Regions from separate parts of the Arachis hypogaea genome. Here region 1 is linked to region 2. The links are chromatin contacts, called in public Hi-C maps. All regions are on one chromosome and are shown on one strand. Each heading gives the region's core, a stretch centred on a gene start, on an enhancer-like site or on the middle of the called end of the contact. The rest is flanking DNA. Distances are from core to core; before and after follow the strand shown.

Region 1 (4,439 bases), core at 1,251-3,750, 270 kb before region 2:
AGCAATAGTTTCATTCATCACCTCATGAACAACCACAGGGAACGTGGGAATCTCCTTCAACAGATCAGCTGTTTATAAGCCTTCCAATCTCGAACACAATGTTGAATAGAGGAGTGAGCAGCGTTGTTTATGACGAGGTTCAATAATCAGTAATCACAGAAACATGCAATGGTGAGAGGGAGAGACGCATAAGTCGTTAGGATGCTTAATTCAAATAGTTAGCAGATTCTTAGTTTTGGGTAATGTGGGTTATGGGGGGTGACCAATTCGGGTTGGGTAGTCGTGTTGTAGGCCGGACTGAGTCGGACTATCTTGAGACGCAAGAAAAAAAAAGTGAATTGAGTGCACTACGAGTTTTGGTCACCTGCAATTGAAAGAATAGAATTCTCAATAAACCAACGTAATCTGGGTGGAATACAACAACATAAATGTAGCTTATAAATGAACGATTAAGATCTGTGCCAACCAAAAGCCAATGTTGAATAACAGGGAATAAGTTTCCCCCTTTTGGTTGTAGTCATGGTAGAAAATTGTCTTTAAATTCTACAAACATGTGACTGGTTATGTAATAATTATAAATAAAGTTAATTTAAAAAGAAATTGGGATTTTAAGATGGATGAGAACAATTTTTGCAAGTATGCCAAAAGACATCTTTGTTGATGAACCGGGCGTCAATGTTGATAAACTAAGATCCTAATTGGGATCAGAAATACCAAGGACAAATGTCCATAGCTGATGTATGATACATAGTCTTTTGGATAAGTAAACAAAATATCAAATACATAATACACGACAATGTACACGCTAGTTCTTTAATGAAAAAATCGTTAGCCTTATGATGCTCCCTGATCGAAGCATGTGGTGGTGGCAAAAATGCTTCCATCTCTTTCTAAAATAGCACTCTCGGGAGCGACTGGGCTTGGATCGAACATCAACCTTGTAAGAAACTCCAGACTCATCTACAACCTCGACTTGGACAAGCTTAATCTGAAAAGCCCGCTCGACGAAACTGATCGGCAGAGTCTAGAAAGAAGGCAACAAAAAGTATTTCAAAGGAGATGAAATTGAGTTGCTTAAAAAACCACATTGAGGTGAAGCAAAAAAACATGAAGACAACAATAGCAGGATACACAGTTTGTGTTTAACGATTATACGATGCAACACTACCTTATAATGCCGCTACCTAAACCTCAAGTGCGAGAGGAAATCAGACACGAAAAGAAAGAGGCATGCAAGAATAGCTCACTAGAATATATTCGGTCGCTTGATATTTTGATATCTTTTTGTTAACAACAGTGGCATCCCGGATTGGCATCAATCTGGGCAGAATTTCTGGGTACATAACTGAATAATGACCCAGCATGGAACTAAGAGCACGATAATCAAAATACGAAATGGCAAGAGGATTCCATGAGGCTATAAACAAATCCAGAAATACACAAAGGGCTAGGTTGTTTTCCACGCTAGATGCTAGCTGGATTGTGTACGTATCGCCGTTGGGTTCCAGAGGAGAGCCCAGATTTAAGTGAAACTCATCGCAGAGCAACAAATCCTCGTCGTGGCCAACCGTGCAGGCAGAGTTACACGAAAAAGCACAGATTTCACCAAGGGTTTTTTTGACATAACACAGGTCATGTTCTGACAGTGGATCCTCCACAGAACGTGCATGCGTGTGTTTCACATGAAGGATAAAAAAGACTGTGATTCCAACATAACACAAGAAAAGCCAACAGCTCGACTTGATGTCGTATGCATGCGTTAGCTGCCGTAAATCGCCAACACTTAGACATAGAAAAGGAGTCTTTCGAACTGTCACAGTGAATATGTTACCGGACATATCAATAAATTTAACCTCATTGGATATTTCATCACAAAATTGGTGAAAAACATTGCACGAAAGAGCGACGACGGCTTGAAAAATAAGTAACGGTTGGTTACGACAAATGCTTGATCCTTAATGAAACGATAACCTGGTGGAGCAGAAGTTAATGTGAAGTTTGAGGGAAAAATGCACCAAAAAAGGCTCGACCGAAAAAACCATACATTTACTCCCAGTGTTCGATGCACAGATATTCAACATGTCTCCTGATATATTAAAGCAACAGAATGATTATGCCCCCATAATAGGCAACCCATGGGTATCATCAATAACCAAAGATGGAGATGAAAATGCCATGAACAACTGAAAGATAGTATTAAGCAAAATCTCAAATAGACAAATGGTTCCCACGAGGTAACCAACAAGAAAACATTGTGGGTAGAGTACGATGTAGTAGAATAGGAAATTTGTGTAACAATTCAGAACAATAGGAAAAGTTTTGTTTTACAATCGAACCACATGATAAGACAGTGCCTAATCGGGAGTTATTACAGTAATTGCAACCACAATACATAAGATAAAGGTGGGAGAACTCACGGTGTAAACAAAAAGATCCACATCTGGGCAGAAGAGGTCAGCAAGCGAAAAAGATAAGAAGAAAAAATCCACCGCGCACACCAGTTAGCCTATATTTCTTCGTGGGTTAAAGGGACTGAGGAGTTGAGGGTGGAAAAGTCAAAAGAAAACAGGGCCTTTATTAACTGATAGCAGTGGTTAAGAGGTTGCAATTATTATTTATGATTGTTAAGTTAGACGTTGAACACAATGTATACATACGTTGAATACAATAAAATACATACACACATACATTGAATACAATAAAAAATGGAAGAGAAAACACGACAGAAATTTAGTTGCAAAAACAAAGGAAACTAACATTAAAATCAAGGCAAAAAAGGTTTCACTGAAACCACAGGTAAAGCTACTACACAATTAGATGAACCCAAAGTAAAACATAACAAATCCCAAAAAAAAAAAAAAAACAAAAATTAGAATAATGAGAAAGTTTGAAATAAAAAATTATCAATTAATAGTAGGCTTAGGGGCTAAAAGACAGTGGCATGTTATGAATATGAAAATAATATAAAATTTTTTGAAAACACAAAGCAATAAAATAAAACTACTGGAAGGTAACCCATACGTTTAGAGTCATGAATGTTAGTATATATTTAATAAATTTAATAGATTAGAGTGTTAAATATTACTATAAATTTAATAATATATGAAATATGAATTCAATACACATTGACTGTTATTTAATATGAACAAATACATAAAAATACAAAATTAAATATAAAAGCGATGACTGAAGGTAATTGAAAGGACGGTAAGCAGTCAATAATATATAAATATATATTATATATATACTTATATAGTTATATTCTTAGCTCCAAAAAGAGTAATACAATAGTAATAAATATAATTATTATGAGTAATTATTAATGTAATAAATATACGAATAGATATAAATTAAATTGAATGCAAGACATTATGATAACTGTATAAGATTAAGATAAATGTATAAGAAATCACAAACTTATAGCAGTATAAATAAATAACGATCATTTGAAAAAAAACACGTATATCCATATGGAAATGATTTGTTATATATATATATATATATATATATATATATATATATATGTATGTTCATAAATTTCTATTTCCATACGTGGACATGTATATATATAGATTTGATTTCTATTTATATAAGTGGACATGCATATATAGATTTGATTTTACTGAAATAAACGTAAATAAGTAAATAAGTCAATATAAATATAAACTGATAGTTATAAGGAAATATATATATATATATATATATATATATATATATATATATATATATGCATAAATAAGTTGACATCCATTACTAATTACTAATGCGGCAAGATACATCATTGGGATAGATTGCTAGTTGTGGCATACATCATAAGTATCCATACGGGTAAATAAACTTATACTGTGCAGACACCACTAAATATGGAGCTAAGGAGAAAAAAAAAACGTCACCATGGAGAAGTAACATTTCTTGTATGACAAAATGAGTTAAGGCAAATGATAAAGACACTAAGCATGCTAGGTGGCATGACTGATTTCCAGCAACCGCGGAATGAACTTCAGCGGGGGATCCACTCAGAGAAGCTGCCGGGGTTGCCTCTTAAACAAAAAACTATGTAACCAAAGGGATTAGAGCATACCCAAACAAAAAAGAAAAGCAATAATGACATGTAGACTGACCATTGCAATTGTCGATTGGCATTTAAAAAAATGGGGCGCTCACCTGGCATAATCGATTCACTCCGTGCGGCTACCAGTGAAAGAATGTCGGCGCGCATAATCTGACTTGTACGGGAAGCAGTGGATGCACAATAAATGGGACACCCAAGCGTGTTTGCCTGATAATCAGGACTCCCATTTCTATTGTGCAGTTTAGGCGACGGTGGAGGAGTATATGGGAGAGCAAATGGTGGGATGACGTCACCAGTGCGAAACACATCACGAGAGACGGCGCCAGCGTGTTGATCCATATTAATCAGCCTCGGAATCGTGGGGATA
Region 2 (4,754 bases), core at 1,862-4,361:
TACATCGGTAATAAAATTTCAATTAGCAAAATTCTTTATTAAAATGTTTGTACAAATTTTTAATCTTTTTACCCAAGGATTAGCCAGTTAAGTTTATTTAAAAGTTAATGTAATGTGCTTAAAAGAACCTAATTTCTGGCTTTTTGCAAGGCTGTATTTATTTTGAGGTACTAAGACTGAGACTAGGAGACTATAACTCAATAATATGTAGATTTTCTATTTTTAGATGTCATTGTTAAATAAACTAAAGTACTTGTTAGAGTTGACAAAACACAAAGGAACATTAAAAAAAAAATGGATTGAAGTCATGATTTATGATGTGTTTAACCTAAAAAACATGTTTTGCCAAAAGTAGCAGCCAATATGTGGTATTGCACAAGAACCTCTAATTCAAATCTGCCCTATATACTAACATTCCATTCTTAAATTGGTTCTAATTCAATCTGTTCTGTATACTAGCATTCCATTCAACTAATACCTGATAAGAATAATTATACTTTTATATAGGTTGTAATAAGTAATAACTAGTCCTAAGATCAATTATACTATAGTGAATGTAACAATAACATTGAAATAACTTGCTGAACAAAGTAATTTAGTTAAGCTTCGAAAGTTTAAAAGTATATAATATAGTGACCTCAACAATAAACCAAACATGATTACACACTTGATTACACACAGATTTAATAAAGTCATATTCTACAAAGTAATTTAGTTAAGCTTCGAAAGTTTAAAAGTATATAATATAGTGACCTCAACAATAAACCAAACATGATTACACACTTGATTACACACAGATTTAATAAAGTCATATTCTACTGGCTTTAAAAGTTTAAGCTTCGAAAGTAATTTAGTTAAGTTTCGAAAGTTTAAAAGCATACTCTACTAGCTTTGAAGTCATTCTCTCTATGAAAAAAATGGAAATAGATTACACACGCTTGATTAACTATATTCAGGCCTTATATCTTTTGATCTATTGAAAATCTAAAACATGAGAAAATGTAATAACACACACTTAAATGACACTTGTTCTTCAAAGAAGCAAGACGAATTCTCAAACACCAAAATAACTCACTTGATCTCTAAAACAAAAGCTCTCACTATGAAAAATAAAGAGGGCCGACACTAATCGAAAGATTCTACCTCTATTCAATCTCAATATTCAACAAAAACATCAACAAATTCTCTTGTAGTCCTTGCATCCAACAGAAGAAACAAATTAAAAGAGGCACCATATGAAAATAGGACAAAAAAAAGGAAAAAGAAGAGATATGAAGAAGACATCAAAGATGAGAGAGAGAGAGAGAGAGAGAGAGAGAGAGAGAGAACCGTATTCGAAGCAATGGAGAAATGGTGAAGGCCTTCTCGTTGGAGGCGAACTCGACGCCGAAGAGGGGAGTGGCATCGACAAAATGGGGTGATCCGGTGGGAAGCACTGAAATTGAGAAATGAAAAAGGAGGAAGGGATGGCAGTAGTGTTGGGTTAAGGGTTTTTGTGTCTCTTTTTTTTCGTTATTTTGAATACTAGAGGTAATTCAGTCGTTTTATTTATTTTAATTTTAATTTTTATTTTAAATTAAATAAAATATTAAAATATAATTTAAGTACCATTTTTGAAATTTCATACCATCATCTCCCTCTCCTCTAAAACAACCTTTACCTAATTCTAATTACATAAAGATCAGTCTCAATTTCTCAGTTTTAATATGTTTTAAAGATTAATAAGACTAGGTTAAACTGTAGATCAATACTAAATTCAATCAATCTAGATCAGAATCGACCCAATCTTTTATAATTTCGATAAAACTCGAAAAGAAATGACACAACACAACACACAGACAGTAAGCCACACACCCAACCATCGTGGCATCGCTTTTGTTGCTCTCTGCCTCTCCCTCACTGCTATTAGGGGTGTGCACGGCTCGGTCCGGTCCGAAAAACCGACCTAGTTCTGAAGAATTTTGAACCATGAAGACCCGGGGAGAAGAAATGAAATCTAAAAAGTGAATGAAACGGGGACCACGCCATAGCTCGGGTCACCCGGATCCGACCCAGCGGTCCGATAATCATACACAACTAATGGCTATTGATGGATTATGGTTATTTTTATGTGAAATTTAAGTATTGTAAACTTTAATATTTTGTGTTATTAGTCATTATAAGACTATAAGTTAATGTTTTATGTTTAGAATGCATAAGACTTTAGACTAATGCAAAATATTGTGTTATTTGTATTGACTTAAATATTTGGTGTTATTAGACAATATTAGTATTGATTGTGGTTATGCTTTAATTTTGGAGAAGGGTTGGTTCTTCTTATATTTTTCTAAGTAAATTTTACCATGTCAAATAATAGTTGGAATTTTGAAAATTTGGATATTTTCACATGCTAGCTTACAAGAAGGTAGATAATGTAGTTAACGGCCTGGTTTTTACCCAGTATAATTCTGGCTCGAAAGTGATTAGATTTCATCGGGTCTAGAGCCGGGTTCGGGTCTAACAAATAGGCCCAGCATATATTTCGGGCCGGGTCTGGATCACATCAAATTTGGTTTCACCCGACCTATGCACACCCCTAACTGCTATGCTATCTCTTTAGAACCTGATCTGTTTTGGGCTGAGAAAGATATGATTTCATAAGGTCAAAATATAAGATCGAATTTGACTAAGGAAAACCCGGCCCCATCAGCCCCTCATTATAGGGGTGTTCAAAACCGATTAACTAAATCGAAAAAATCAATAACCGAACAAATTGAAAAAACTGAAAAAATGATATTTTGCAGTTATTTTTGCGGTTTGTTTCGATTTTCGGTTTTGACATTGAAAATCATAACCAAACCGAACTGAACCGGTTTTTTTAAAAAACCCTATATAAAGGATCCCCTCCCAAATGATCTAACCCATACAGCCATAGTTATCAAACCGGGCTCAACCCCGCTGGAAACCAGTCACCTAACCAGGCCGAGACATCCATTGAACCAGCCATGCAATAATCCCGCTAAAACCCGGTTCGACCCGACGGATTTTATGTAAACCCGGCGACCGGCCGGTTAATTCAACCCGGTCCGAGTCATGTTTATTAATTTTTTATATTTTTTTTCTTTTGAAACACGCTGTTTCAAGCTTTTTGAATGAACCCTAAGCCACTAATCCGAGTGGAACCAACACCCCCCCCCCCCTCCTTCTCCCGCGTAACCCCAGCCTCGTCTCTCTGCTCTCTCGAGCTCGCAGCCCCTCACCTCGTCATTCGTCAGTTCGTCACTCTCAGTCTCTGGTCTCTCACCTCGTCGCTGTCTCTATGTCTCTCACCTCGTCGCTCTCTCGGTCTCTCACCAGTGAAGCAGTGAACTATATTCGTCGGAACCAGTGAAGCAGCATCTGCTCCCTCGGGTGGTGGTCGTCTTCTCAACCAGGTGAGCTCCAGTTTTCGATCCTGTTCTTTCTGTAGTTCAATGTTGATTTCGGTAAATCTGGTGGTTGTTGCTGTTTTATTTAGTTTTTAGAGTTGTTGTTGCTGTTCTTTCTCTGGTTCAATGTTAATTTCGGTGAACCAGAGCAAATTTTATAGTTGTTGCTGATCGTTCTGTTTGTTGAATGTTGGTTTTTTAGAGTTGTTGTTGGTGAATCTGTGCAAATTTTAGTTAGAATTGTTATTGAATCTGGTAGTTGCTGGCTTGCTGTTGTTGAATGTTGGTTTTTTAGAGTTGTTGTTGGTGAATCTGAGCAAATTTCAGTTAGAATTGTTGAATCTGGTAGTTGCTGGCTTGCTGCTGTTGTATTTGGTTTTTTAGGGTTGTTGTTGGTGAATCTGAGCAAATTTTAGTTAGAATTGTTGTTAAATCTGGTAGTTGCTGGCTTGCTGCTGTTGTATTTGGTTTTTTAGAGTTGTTGTTGAACCTGAGGAAATTTTAGTGAACTTTGTTTGAATGGTTAAATTTGTTGTTGATTCTCATCACTGAACTTTGGTGGTTGTTGCTTAAAAGCTCTTTTGTTGAATACTTGAATAGCTAAATCTTTTGTTGCTTAAAAACTTTGGTGTTTTTTTCTTTTGCTAGAATTTCAAAATGAGGAAAATGTTGATCAAGCTCCAAATTTGTCTTATGAAGATATTGATGCCGACTTTGAGATCACCCATTGAATTTGATTTACCGATTGTGTTATCTTTTGCTCGCCCTTGTTGATTTAAATTGAGAAAGTGTTTTGTACTAGAAACTAGTTTATTATTTTTTTTAGATCATTAGTTATGTTTAAAAGTTGATATTAAATTATTAATGTTTGTAAAAATTTGCATTTTTAGTTTTAAGACATTATTTTAATTTTATTTATATAATTTTATATTTTTTTAATTTATGACCGGGTTAACCGGGGGAATCAGTGACCCACCGGTTGACCGGATTGATTACCGGTTTGGTTCTGATAACTATGCATACAGCCACCAGTAACCCTAACTCCTTCTAGCCTCTCTCCAGTCTCCAATCCTCTGAGCTCTCACCGCCTCTTGGTGCCGAAAACTCCTCCTACAGCGTCGCCGAATCTCACTGTGCCAAAACTCCTCACACTTCCCCGCTACCGACGACGCTGGACAGCACCATTGCAGCGGCGGGGCTCTTTTCTCTCCCTCTCCCCTCGTCGTAGCGGTTCTCTCTCCCTGTCGTGCTCCACACACCAGCAGCACGCCGTCTACACCACACACCAGCAGCACGCACCAGAGCCATCGTTCGCTGTCCTCCGCGAGTTCGTAGTCACTGTCGTCC

The links. Hi-C and Micro-C count contacts between places; a contact is called where the count stands out from the background.
Region 1: a contact with region 2 is called in a Hi-C map of an unstated tissue, with 4 times the contacts expected there. The contact joins the promoter of LOC112722495 here to the promoter of LOC112722484 in region 2. A contact is called at or near these places in 2 of 8 Hi-C or Micro-C datasets (leaf and an unstated tissue).

What each region holds. Positions count from the first base shown.
Region 1 is chr11:124,210,850-124,215,288 of arahy.Tifrunner.gnm2.J5K5, reverse strand. It overlaps LOC112722495, which reads right to left and starts at 2,500. Exons shown (of 13, transcript XM_072207224.1): 1 at 2,418-2,500; 2 at 834-1,024; 3 at 1-364. LOC112722494 (a long non-coding RNA gene) reads right to left here. Exons shown (of 4, transcript XR_011867709.1): 3 at 4,165-4,439; 4 at 3,755-4,053.
Region 2 is chr11:123,944,433-123,949,186 of arahy.Tifrunner.gnm2.J5K5, reverse strand. LOC112722484 (arginine biosynthesis bifunctional protein ArgJ, chloroplastic) reads left to right here and starts at 3,111. Exons shown (of 19, transcript XM_072207197.1): 1 at 3,111-3,413; 2 at 4,056-4,754. LOC112722486 (a long non-coding RNA gene) reads right to left here and starts at 1,513. Exons shown (of 2, transcript XR_011867693.1): 1 at 1-1,513.